2 separate regions of the Mus musculus genome follow, and region 1 is linked to region 2. A link is a contact called in public HiChIP or PLAC-seq data. All regions are on one chromosome and are shown on one strand. Each heading gives the region's core, a stretch centred on a gene start, on an enhancer-like site or on the middle of the called end of the contact. The rest is flanking DNA. Distances are from core to core; before and after follow the strand shown. Region 1 has its middle 9.5 kb from the start of Gm31869. Region 2 overlaps Gm31925 (a long non-coding RNA gene).

Evidence for each region. HiChIP or PLAC-seq counts read pairs in DNA pulled down with a chosen protein or histone mark.
Region 1: a BATF HiChIP or PLAC-seq map of CD8 T cells shows a contact between it and region 2, with 11 read pairs. The contact joins two enhancer-like sites. A contact is called at or near these places in 1 of 39 promoter capture datasets (the C10 cell line), 2 of 484 Hi-C or Micro-C datasets (Th1 cells and nephron progenitors), 5 of 115 datasets of contacts at active chromatin or transcription factors (CD8 T cells, the HPC-7 cell line, double positive thymocytes and 2 more) and 1 of 9 other capture datasets (adipose tissue).

What each region holds. Positions count from the first base shown.
Region 1 is chr1:161,773,880-161,780,201 of GRCm38.p6, reverse strand. No RefSeq gene overlaps it. Among named protein-coding and RNA genes, the nearest start is that of Gm31869, 9.5 kb to the right of the region's middle. Within about 2 kb of position 4,836, at least 22 of the 459 cell types and tissues checked have an H3K27ac peak or open chromatin away from gene starts, as enhancers often do. A contact at or near this core is called in CD8 T cells, Th1 cells and effector CD8 T cells, where this site is marked.
Region 2 is chr1:161,904,847-161,910,339 of GRCm38.p6, reverse strand. All of the region lies in intron 2 of Gm31925 (a long non-coding RNA gene), which reads right to left. Among named protein-coding and RNA genes, the nearest start is that of Gm31925, 11 kb to the right of the region's middle. Within about 2 kb of position 2,034, at least 51 of the 459 cell types and tissues checked have an H3K27ac peak or open chromatin away from gene starts, as enhancers often do. A contact at or near this core is called in CD8 T cells, Th1 cells and effector CD8 T cells, where this site is marked.

The DNA of each region.
Region 1 (6,322 bases), core at 3,587-6,086, 130 kb after region 2:
ACACAGAAACATACACCAATCCATAACACTAGATACAAGAATGATATCACTAGGTATCTGATATGTCCAGGAATTAAATAGGGGAGGAAGAAGGGATAGTCCCAAGACAACAGAGCCAAGAGTTTCCTGAATGAACTGAAGGACAAAACCAAAGGCTCAGGTTGGAAGGCCTCAACTGCTCTTCCTCAGATTCTGCTGTCAACTGCTTTGGGTGGTTTGGTTCCTTCATGAAGAATGTCTGAGAGAATTTGGTCTTTTCGTTGTAGATTTGTCTTTCCAGCCACTGGGATAAAACTCTCCTTATCTTTTTTCCTTATATTTTGACCTCAACATCAAAGAAGCCTAACTCGGAGGGTCACGGGAAGTTTTCTGGATATTTTTATTTTCTTGGTCAATGGATATGTCTAGATAATCATACTGCAGCAAAGAAGAAGTAAGTATGGGGCGGAGGCATCTTGGAACTGGTGTGTGTTATAACTTAGCAATCAAACTACTCTCATTTCCATCACTCTAAGGTGACTCTGGGGTTATAGTAATAGCTCACTACACTTGAAGTATTCTGATTCTTGGCCTTTCAGTGAAGATCAAATATAGTATTAATTACAGTGAAGAGATGGTAAAAATACCTTTAGAAACCTTGAGCCATTTTTCTTTAACTTAAAATGTAAGTAATGATAAAGCCAAAACAACTTTAAATGTATTTGTTGAAAATGGGATCACCCATTGTTTCGTAACAAAAGATGATTAAAAACAAACTTGAACACAGACCTACACAGAAGTCACATCTTGTTCAGTAATTTGAGGTTTTGTTTTCTAACATCTAACAGCACACATACCCATTTTTTTCTTAGCCCCTCAGAGTGGTGGCTTTGTGTTCTCTGAAGTAGGTTTTGACTTACCACAGCTTCACAGGAAAGAGCTCTTCTGTGGCCATCATCAGAAGAGTGCCTCATCTGAGACCCTTTCAGAAGAGGGAAGTGGAGGGGGAAACCTGGCCCCTCAAAACCAAAGTAGATGTTTGCCTTTATGGGCTAAGGCTTAGACATCCTTTGGTCCTTATCAGAAGAAGTACAGAGGTTTTGTGTGTGTGTGTGTGTGTGTGTGTGTGTGTGTGTGTGTGTGTGTGTGTGTTTAAAGGTACCTGGGTAGAATTTCTACATTTCATCCTTTTCTTCCCTAATGTCATGGGTCATGAGTGATTTAGAAATAAAAAGAGAGGCAGAACACATTGTTTATGGGCTCAGCAGTGAGCCCACCTGAGAACTGCCAAGGATTCACCTGGAAACCTGCTAGACTTAGTTATATAAGTGGCTAAGCAGGCATCTTGTTTCTTAAAGTTCATTTGGAAGGCAGCAGAGTGTCATCTCAACTGTGACCTTCTCATTTGGGTCTGCTGTGACACAGTTCTCCATACTTCATCTTCAGAATAAGGCAATACAACTTTCATCCTGTCCCATTCAGAGGTTTCCTCGGAGCCATAGGGTCACCCTTTCTTCTAATTCTATAGAATGATGTGAAACACATACTCCAGTCTTCACGTTGTCTAGGACTGTCAATGAGACCCTCATTCTCTATAAATGGACAGTGCCCATTATAGCAGGTTTCCTGGCTCTCATTAGAATTCTAGCTGTGAGCACTCTCCCAGAGGACTTGCCACTCCCACAGTAAAGCAATATTTTGCCTTCAAGGCATCCCTAAAACAACGTGTATAAACAATGTGTATAAACTGAAGGTTTAGAGTAATGGTGTGTGTGTGTGTGTGTGTGTGTGTGTGTGTGTGAGAGAGAGAGAGAGAGAGAGAGAGAGAGAGAGAGAGAGAGAGAGAGAGATGCACACAGTATGTATTTGGGGGGAGGGTTTCAAGACAGGGTTTCTCTGTGTAGCCCTGGCTATTCTGGAACTCACTCTGTAGACCAGGCTGGCCTTGAACTCAGAAATTCGCCTGCCTCTGCCTTTCAAGTGCTGGGATTAAAGGCATGCACCATCACGCCCGGCCTTGTGTTTGACTTTCATTAATGGGCCTATTCTTGTGCAGCCCCAGTGCAAACATCTGCAGCTATTGTGAGTCTGTGATTGCAAGTGGCCATGTCTTACCAGATGATAACATTTTGGAGCCCTTCTTCCTAACTTCTGGCCTTTACATTCTTCCTAGTTCCTCTTTCATAATGTTCTCTGAGCCTTAAGGGCATAAATGTCTTGGTTAGGACCAAGTACCTATCCATCACTTGTTCTCCTCACTTTGTATACCTGAGTCTCTGCACTCAATACAATTCATCAAAAAGGGGGGGGGGTCTTCTCTGATTAAGGATGAGAGCAACATTTGTCTATGGATAAGATATGAATAGTTACAAGACACTTGCTGCTATGAACATTTAGCTAGACCACAATATCCAAGTTCCCCTGCTAGAGTGGTGATTTCCCACCAGCAAGGATTTTTTTTTTGACCAGATTATACCAGACATGACTTCCCTCCAGTGGAGCAAGTCTCAAATTCAATTGATGAGGTGTTTGTCGCACTTATAAGAAAAGCCACTACTACACTAGTGGGAATATCTTGCCTGGAAGTTAGCAAGTGTCTTTTTTTTTTTTAATGTCTGCCATATAAAAGACACTTGCCTAGAGGATACAATAATAGAGTCCCTTATGGAGTATATTTCATTGGCAAAGTGGAAAGCAGGCAATAAAAAATAATAAAAAATATATAGGTACATACCTGTTGTTCCTGTACTTATCAGACTAAGGTAGATAGATGGATTGCAGGTTTGAGGTCAGTCTGGGTTACATGAGTTTCTGTTCTCCAGAAGAAAGCAAACATATTTAATGCCATGAGGTAGTGTCATGAAGAAAATTAGGTAAAATGGCAGGGAGTGTGGGAGAATGGCTATTGAAAGGATGAAAAGCAGGACATACAGATGCCCAGGGCAGAGCATCTCAAGCAGAGAAGCTGCCAGTTCCGATCCTTAAGATGGAAAGTCATTAGGTTTTAGTCTAGCATAATATAGATTCATATATTGTAAACTTAATCCTTGAAGTGATAGTTTGGGGATGTGGGACCTATTAAGAGGTGACTAGGTCATAAAGCAGAGCCCTCTTGAGTGTATTGATCTTATTTTATTAATAACTAGGCTAGTAATCTGCCCACTATGTTTTTTGGCTTTGCTTTTTTTAAACACATGTTCTGGTCCTCTCGCTTTCTGCTAAGTTATGGACCAGTTCAAAGACAATCATCAAATGCTGTCACTCTGTCCTGCCCACAGTTAAACCCACATGACGCCCATAGACTTCCTAGCCCTTACATGTCCTTCATTTGTCACCTTGTAAACTATTTAAGCTGTGGTATTGTGATGTAGCAATAGAGAACAGAGTTAGGGTCATCCTATACATAGAGATCCCAGGGTCCCAGAGGTGGCCATGGATTTTCTCTAGATTCTTCCCGAGAACTATGGACTCTCCGCTTCTATCTGGACTCCCAGAGCCAACACTCTGCTGTCTCTCGCAACTCAGTTGTCCTGAGGAAAAAAGGAAAGGGATTGAATTCGGGCTGAGAAGGCCTGGGTGAGTTCAGCCACGGCCACTTGCTTAACTCTATGTGACTTTAAGTAAGTCCCACGGACGTTGTGAAATTCCTTTTCTTGGTCCTCTATAGAAATGCTGTTGCTGACATGAAAAGGAATCCTTCAGGCCTTGGAAAGGCTGCTGGAGGAGGAGCTGTGGCGCTGTTGTATTTCTCAGTAAGTTTCCTGATCACCACGCTTAGATAAATTCCTCAACAGGTGAGATGGTTTGGCAGGCAAAGGCACTTGCAAACCTAGTGACCTCAGGTCAATTCTCCAGAAAGCACATAAACGTGGGAAGAGGAAACTGACTCTATTAAGTTGTCTTCTGACCTCCACACATGTGTTGTGACATATGTGCCTATATACACATCATACGTGCACGTGCACACACAAACACACACACAGAGCATGTGCTTATACACACGTGTACAGAGACAACTAAGATTTCTTGCTCATTAATATTTTCATAAGACCCATATAAGAAAATCTCATCAACTATACAAACTACCTGTTATAAGAAACAGACAGAAAAATAATCTTCTGAAGTGTGAAAGTAAAAGAATACTATTTCATATTAACCATAGTCTTTAAAATCATTTTATTATTTGTTTTTACTTTAAGTATGTCATTATACATATAAGAGCAACTGGCTTATTCAGATTCTTTACTCATAATTGAGATATTGGATATCTTATGTGTTCATTATATACAAAGTCTACTATGATTAGCCACATTTTAATTAGCATATAAATAATGGTACTCATAACATATTCATAGATTCATATCATGTACTTCACTTATATTAATTTCCAGTTACCATCTTATGTTCCTCTCTCTCCTTTCCTGCCGGTCCCCTTAGCTCCTTCTGTTTTCTATTCATAAGTGTGTACATATATTTAAGTCTTTGTCCTCAATCTGAAATAAAACATTATAGTTGTCTATTTGACTTTCTGAGTCTGGTTTATTTTGCTTACCATGACAACCTAAAGCTGTATTCCTTTTCCTGCAGATATGATTAGCCATCTTGATGACTGTGTCTTTTCATTCTGAAATACAATTTTAAGAGATGACATTTAAATATTTAATTTCAATAACGGGACATTTAAGCTTAGTGCTACCCTTGATAGCTGCCTCCTTCATTAAACTTGGGATCACTTCAGGAGATGTGAGCTGCCAAGGGGATCCCCCTCTTTCCAGTAGCAGCCTGTCATAGAGGGACTAGAACCTCTTCGTTCTCATGTTGCAGCCCCACTTTCTGTGGGTGAACGAACCACTTCAAAGACTATGTGAAGTTTTGGTAAGAGACACGACGATGGTATCAAGTTTTAAAGTGTTCAAATACGTAAGGCATGCAAGACAAGAACCCTAGCCAATGAGACAACAGCTACTTGTTGGAGTTTCCAAGGCTTTTAATGGCATGGATAGATCTTTTGGGTTTGTTTGTTCTAGAGCTTATCCTCCATCCTGCTCCAACCCAACTCTGTTCTTGCTCCACTTCCAATCTGTAGAAGAAAATGCATACATTTTTTTTTTTTGGAAGGAGGTTCATGGAGCTATAAAGAGACTATCTCTAGCCTCAAGTAAATGGATAATATGCTAGATCTTCCCCAAAGAGATTAAAGTCTAGACTGAAGTGACCTTAGATTCATTGAGAAGAGACAACACTCTTTAGATGGTGAGAAAGAGACAGAGGTGTTAAACAGAACTCTGAAGTGTGAGCTGGAATGGAAGAATTATCTCAACCTCAGCATCCTTTTTGCGTCGTTTAGGTGGCCTTATTCTGGTTTCTACGAAATTCAGAAGACTTCTGCAGAGGTCTGGATAGGGTGATGAAAAGAAGAAACCAGCAAGGCTTGATTCTGCTGAAGCTCCCTTTAGAGTTGTGCTCTTGGGCCTTGTTGCTGACTAGGCTGGCCAGCCAGCTTTTCCAACCTGTCCAATGAATATGAAGATTGCTTCTGTTTCTAGCAGAGAATGTAACCAGGAGTCGAGGTGAGCACACAATAGATCCATGCTTGATTAGGAATGCTTTTTCTGCCTTAAAGCCAAATTTGTGTTTATGGTTCACTGAGTGGTTAAGTAGATCAACTTTTAATTGAAGAGTGATATAACATTTACCACAAGGCTTATTATGGCCCTCAAATCATGATGTATGTACATAGCAAGATTGCATTGCTTCCCTTTAAGCAAGAGTTATAGAAAGTGCCTATATTTAGGTCAGGTCATACCCATAACAACCCCCTTAGCCAAACATTACTGACTCCAGCTTGTGAGAAAGCAGAGAAGTGATAACTTCTCAATGGCCATGGAGTATCAGTTAGAACTCAAGACTAGGCTTGTCAGATCTGAAGACTGTTAGCCACATATCAGTTTGCCTTCTGTCCTCATTATAATTATCAGTATTCAGTTATTTAACGACTATTTGTTAAGTACATGCTAGGAGTCAAGCATTGTTTGGAGGGTGGAATGGCGAACATAATAATGATTATTCTTTTATTAATTTGTATCTTGGGTCCTGGGGAGCAAACCCAGCCCAGTGCATTTGCTAGGCAAGTATTCTTACCACTAAGTACACCCACAAAGTCTCATTCGTTCTTATGAAACTTATCCTTAAATGGGGTTCCAAAGCTGTGTTTTAAAAAAAAAACTAAACAAGAAAATAAACACGTAATCCCAGAAATGGTTAGGCAACAATAAGCTCTATTTTGAGAATTAAAATAGAAATAAACTAACAAGAGACTAGACGATGGCATTAGAGAAAAGAC
Region 2 (5,493 bases), core at 785-3,284:
AAAATCAACTTGAAGTATGGGTTCTTTTTCAGGCTGACAGCTTCAAAATGACCCGAGGCAAAGCCTAGCACTGGCCAGTGTTTCTGAGGCTGAACACAATGCAGCCAGAGACTGCTGCATTTAGGGAACTGGAGAGAGGGGAACAGTCTCAACACAGGTAGAACATTGTGATTGAGTTGTTCTTTACTTGTAAGACTGCTGTGTTGAGACCTCAAGTGATTCCTACAGCTTTTGTCTTGAAGGTGTGGTCCCCAATATAGTGTTCAGAGGTAGGGCCTTTGGGAAGTAGCTAGATCACACGGGCTCTGTTTTAGGGTTTCCATTACCGTGAAGAGATACCATGACCAAGGCAACTCTTAAAAAGAACAACATTTAATTGGGCTCAGCTTACAGGTTTAGAGGTTCAGTCCGTTATCATCATGACAAGACACATGACAGTGTCCAGATGCTGGAGGAGCTGAGAATTCTACATCTTCATTGAAAGGAAGCCAGGAACAGACTGTCTTTAGGCAGCTAGGAGGAGGGTCTCAAAGCCCACCCACACTTCCTCCAACAAGGCCACCACACCTCCTAATAGTTTTACTTCCTGGGCTAAGCATATTCAAACCACCACAGGCTCTGACCTCATCATATGCTTCTACCATGACACCCTACCTCACTTGAGGCCCAGAGCTTCTGGGCCAAGTAATCATGCACTGAAAACCCTGAAATCATGAGACAAAACAAAGCATCCCCGTGTTAAAGCAGGTATTTCCCCCGGTGTTTTGTCACAGCAACAGACAGCTGGTGGCCACAGACATCTTTCTCCACAGTAGCTGAACTAGTCTTTCAAATGCCTGCTGTGAGAATTCCTAATAGAACACTTGAGTAAGCCTTTGGCCTCCTGCTAAGGCAAACGTTGAACAAACAGAACGTTATCAATCTCACTGACAGTCCTTTGAACAGTTCCTTGTGAATAGGGAAAAGAACTAGGTTTGAACCAGGTAGTGCTGTGACCTATCCAGCCACAAAAGGCAAAAGGGCTCCTCTAACTAACAAGCAGCCATAGCCGCAGCTCTCTGCGGTTATGCTTAGCTAAGCACAGTGACGGTGATCTCATTAAGAGATGTATGTGGTTACCAGTAGGTTGGGATCCTCCCTTCTCTACCTGAGCACCCATCACAGAGTGTTCCGGCGATGACCCAATGGGCAACTCTACCCCTGAGACGTTAGACAAAAAGAACACAAGGAATAAATTTGTACCCAGTTTATTCCATTAGCTCCACAGACTGTTAAAAATAAGAAAGATTGTTTGGTTGGCTGGTTGTCTTAATTGATTGTGGCATTTGGATTAAAGCATGAGTTGAGACTCCTAGCAAGTGTCAAAATTTGCCTTATGGGCATCAGTGAATTTCAGTGTGGGGGAGGGGAAGGGAAGAACTGAGTCACTAATAAGGAATGACTTACAAGTTTCTGGGTGTGGGTATATTAAGATTCAAACTCTCTCTGTCTCTCTCTGTCTCTCTGTCTCTGTCTCTCTCTCTCTTTAAAGGATTTATTTATTATTATATCTAAGTACACTGCAGCTATTTTCAGACACACCAGAAGAGGGCATCAGATCTCATTATGGATGGTTGTGAGCTACCACGTAGTTGCTGGGATTTGAACTCAGGACCTTCGGAAGAATAGTCAGTGCTCTTAACAGCTGAGCCATCTCTTCAGCCCAAGATTCAAACTCTTATATTAATGGGCTTTTTATTACTACAGCAGATGCCTGAAATAATCAGTGTGGAAAGTTATCTCGGTGGTCCTGTAGTTTATTGGTCTCTGGTGAAGCACTATAGCATGGGGTAGAACACACACCAGAGCAAAACTACTCATCTCATTGCCAGGAAGCAAAAGTGTTGTAGAAGGGTCTGGAGTCCTTTATCCTGCCCAGGGATACATCCCTCTGTGACCTCAAGGCCTCTCATTAGACCCCATTTTTCAATGTCTCACAATCACTACCACTCTGGAGACCAGGCCTTTTAACAAACAGGCCTCTGTGAGGCATTTACAATTGAAGCTACAGTACTCTCCCCAGACACTTGCTGGTGTCAGCAGTTTTTTTCATGGGTCACCCTTTACTTATTTTCTAGAACATTCACCCTCTTCTCATCCCTGTGGGACACTAACTGGAATAATAGTATCCTAAAGCTTCTCCTGGGGCAGAAAGGACAAAGGAGACTTGATTCTACAGCCTAGGAGGGATGGGGGTGGGGGACCAGAACAAGGTCAAAGCAGGAACACGGTGCATCCGTCTTGTTGTTTATTTTTAACCAACTTGCTCTAACCTTAAAAGGAAACTTAGTCTGTAAGAAGAGCACTGTTATGCTGTGGTGGCCCTGAGCACATACCAAGACCTCTACAGAGATTTTAACTCTACTGCTGCTCTCAGGATTCCCTTGCATGTGCATGCTCAGGCTTGCAAGCAGTTCCCAGCCACTGATGAGCCATGTAGAGACTATTAAGGCAGATGCATTCCAAGTAAGGTGAAGTACTTGCCCCATAAGAGTCTGGCTTGAGAGCAGCCTGTCAGTTAGACTGGGGCTTTACCATAACTGTGTTCCTTCCAGTTCAAAGATCTTTCTCACTTCTTTCTCTTTCTCTTCTTCTGCCCCTTCTCGGTTGTTAAGCCTGCAGTCATAGTCTGCATGCTCTCTCTACCTTCTTCTGTATCCCATCCCACTGGCTTTGACTCTCATAAATCTCCCTAAACACACTAACCCTAAGATCTATTTCTCAGAGCCCTCAATTAACATATTCAATGACAATATATGGCTGTTATCAACAATTATCTACTCATTATATTTTCTATACAAGACACTACACCAGGGATGTGTGCGGAGTAGAGAAAGAATACTGAGAGATACAGATCATGGTTTCTACCACCACAAAACCTTTCACCAACTAGGTAATGTGAGTCCCATAGATACTTCAATGAACAATAGAAAGTACAGTTGTCATGTAATTACTCATTTACATGACTGCTCGTATTTCAGCAAGAGTGTTTTCCAAACCGTAAGTCAAGACACAGTACTTGACTGTGAAGTGACGGCAGTGAGTCACATGCTGCATCATTGAAAATGAAAGAGAAGATACCAGAAGAAAGCATACCACATGTAATATTACAGTATGAAATGTCTATGTGCATATGTTTAAAAATTGACACAATTATATTTTAAAGTGTGCTTGTATGTCTCCATCAAAAAGTTAGGAATTGAATTAAGAATTAGCCCATGTCCTCCTTAAAAGCATGGGTGGTAATCTTTCCAACAGCTGTCTCCCGGCAGTGTTTGAGTAGATGTAGGTCTTCAACAGTTGTTTGTGGATGATGTTCGCTGAGTAGGAAAGAGGAAAGTCACCTATCTCTTTAAGAATAGGAAAAGTGGAGGAAGAGAAAGAGGAAGACTGTGCCAGGGCTTTAACATAATCACATAATCAAAGGTCAGGATACTCCGGTCTTAAAGTGAACTAGAGGTTCCATGAATTGGTGGGTATCTCGATTACCTGTTCGTACAGAGAGAAATTAAGGAAGGAGATGTTGGCCAGAAATTAATGTCAAAATAACCAGCAAGATTCTCCAAGCATGAGTTTTCTATGATAAGCTTATCAAGTAATAATGTCAAAATCATATACTTGCACAGTGCGTGTGTGTTGGGGGTGTTATTTATTTTAAGGGTCTCGACTGGTATTTCTTTGTAAAGATTTTTTAAATTTTTATGTTTTATGTGTGTAAGTATTTTGCCTTTATATATGTAAGTGTGCCACATGTATGCAATGCCTTTGGAACTCAGAAGAGGGTACTGGATTCCTCTATAACTGCAGTTATGGAGCGTTGTGAGCTACCATATGGGTGCTGGTCATTGAACTTGGGTTCAAGGACAAGAGCAGCAAGTACTCTGAGCTCCTAAGTCATCTCTCCTGGCCCTCAATTCATATTTTTGTTATATATTTTTCATCTCAGGCATTTTGTGAGACAAGAAGAGAGAGGCAGCAGTATATTCACCTAATCAAAGGCAGTGACATTTTTTGATTCTACTTCCCTGTAATGAGCCAAGTTGGGCACTTGGTCTGAAATGAACTCACTCTATTTAGGTTTCTTCTAAAGTCAATTTTTCTTGTAAACATGTACAGAGGGCCCCCATTCTTATTGTTTAACTCTTTTAAAAACACTTTTAAATTATATTTTATTTATTTAGTTATTCTATGTAGGAGTGGCTCAAATGCCACTGTTCATGTGTGGCAGTCAGAAGACAACCTGTGGGAGTCACTTCTCTTCCAACACGTGGGGCACCAGAGACCGAGTTCATCTCACTGAGGTTGATGGCAGATGCTTAAGGACATTGAGCCATCCTGTTGACCTCTAAGTATTTATCTCTTGCAGGCAATTAAGTATGATAGATTTAGTCATGTTATTATCTCATCCCTTGGGAAAATGGACTGGTTTTATGTTCTTTTTTAGTGTCTAGAGTGTTTCTCATGATGCCTAAAATTAAATCAAGTTTTTTTTTTTTAAAGATTTGTTTAACAACAAAGACAGAACCAAATGATACCTACATATTAAAATAGATTTCCATTCCAATACAGATTCATTACCTACTGAAGTCTTCTGACTTTGAGTTACACTAATCTAAGACACTGATTATAAAATCTGGCAAAGGTACTTGGGCAAGATGGCTCAGTGATTATAGTTGCTTGCTCTGCAAGCTTGACAACCTGTGTTTAACCATTAGAACCCAGGTAAAGGTGGAAGGAGGGTCAGCTTTGTGAATTTGCCCTGCATCCTCTCACACATACACACACACACACACACACACACACACACACACACACACACAGAGAGAGAGAGAGAGAGAGAGAGAGAGAGAGAGAGAGAGAGAGAGAGAGTTTGTTGTTCATTCGTTTGAATCTGATAAAGGTAAATGAAAGTCTCACAAGATACTTTAGCTCCTAGCTCTTGCCTTTAGTTCATAGTCTGTTTGGACAGATGGGACCTCCTACCTCTGTACTTGGTCTAAGGGCAGACTCAATACTCTGTCCTGGTTTCCCAAGTGCAGATCCCTTGAAGAGCTGCTAATATGGTCATAATCCACCCTTGGCAAAGCTAATATTCCTCTAGTTGACTGGTTGAAGCCCTCTTTTGTGTCCAGGTCATTCAACAAACTTTGTGTCCAGGTCATTAAATCAACAAACTATGTGATGTCATGACTGGCTATGGTATCCCTAACCACCTCTGAACAAAACTGTCCATGTTTAATACCACATATCATCATAATATATCACAAAAAAGCATAGTCTCTAAACCTGAGTTTCTCATTGTTAAAAGAAAAAATATGTTCAATTAGTATCTACAAATTTTGAGTCCATGAGACCATAAAACACAGCAGTAAGGTCAATACTTCTCTTTCCAGCTATAGCTAGGTCAAGACTATCAAAAAGAGACCCTAGCCATATGAATATAACCTACAGTAT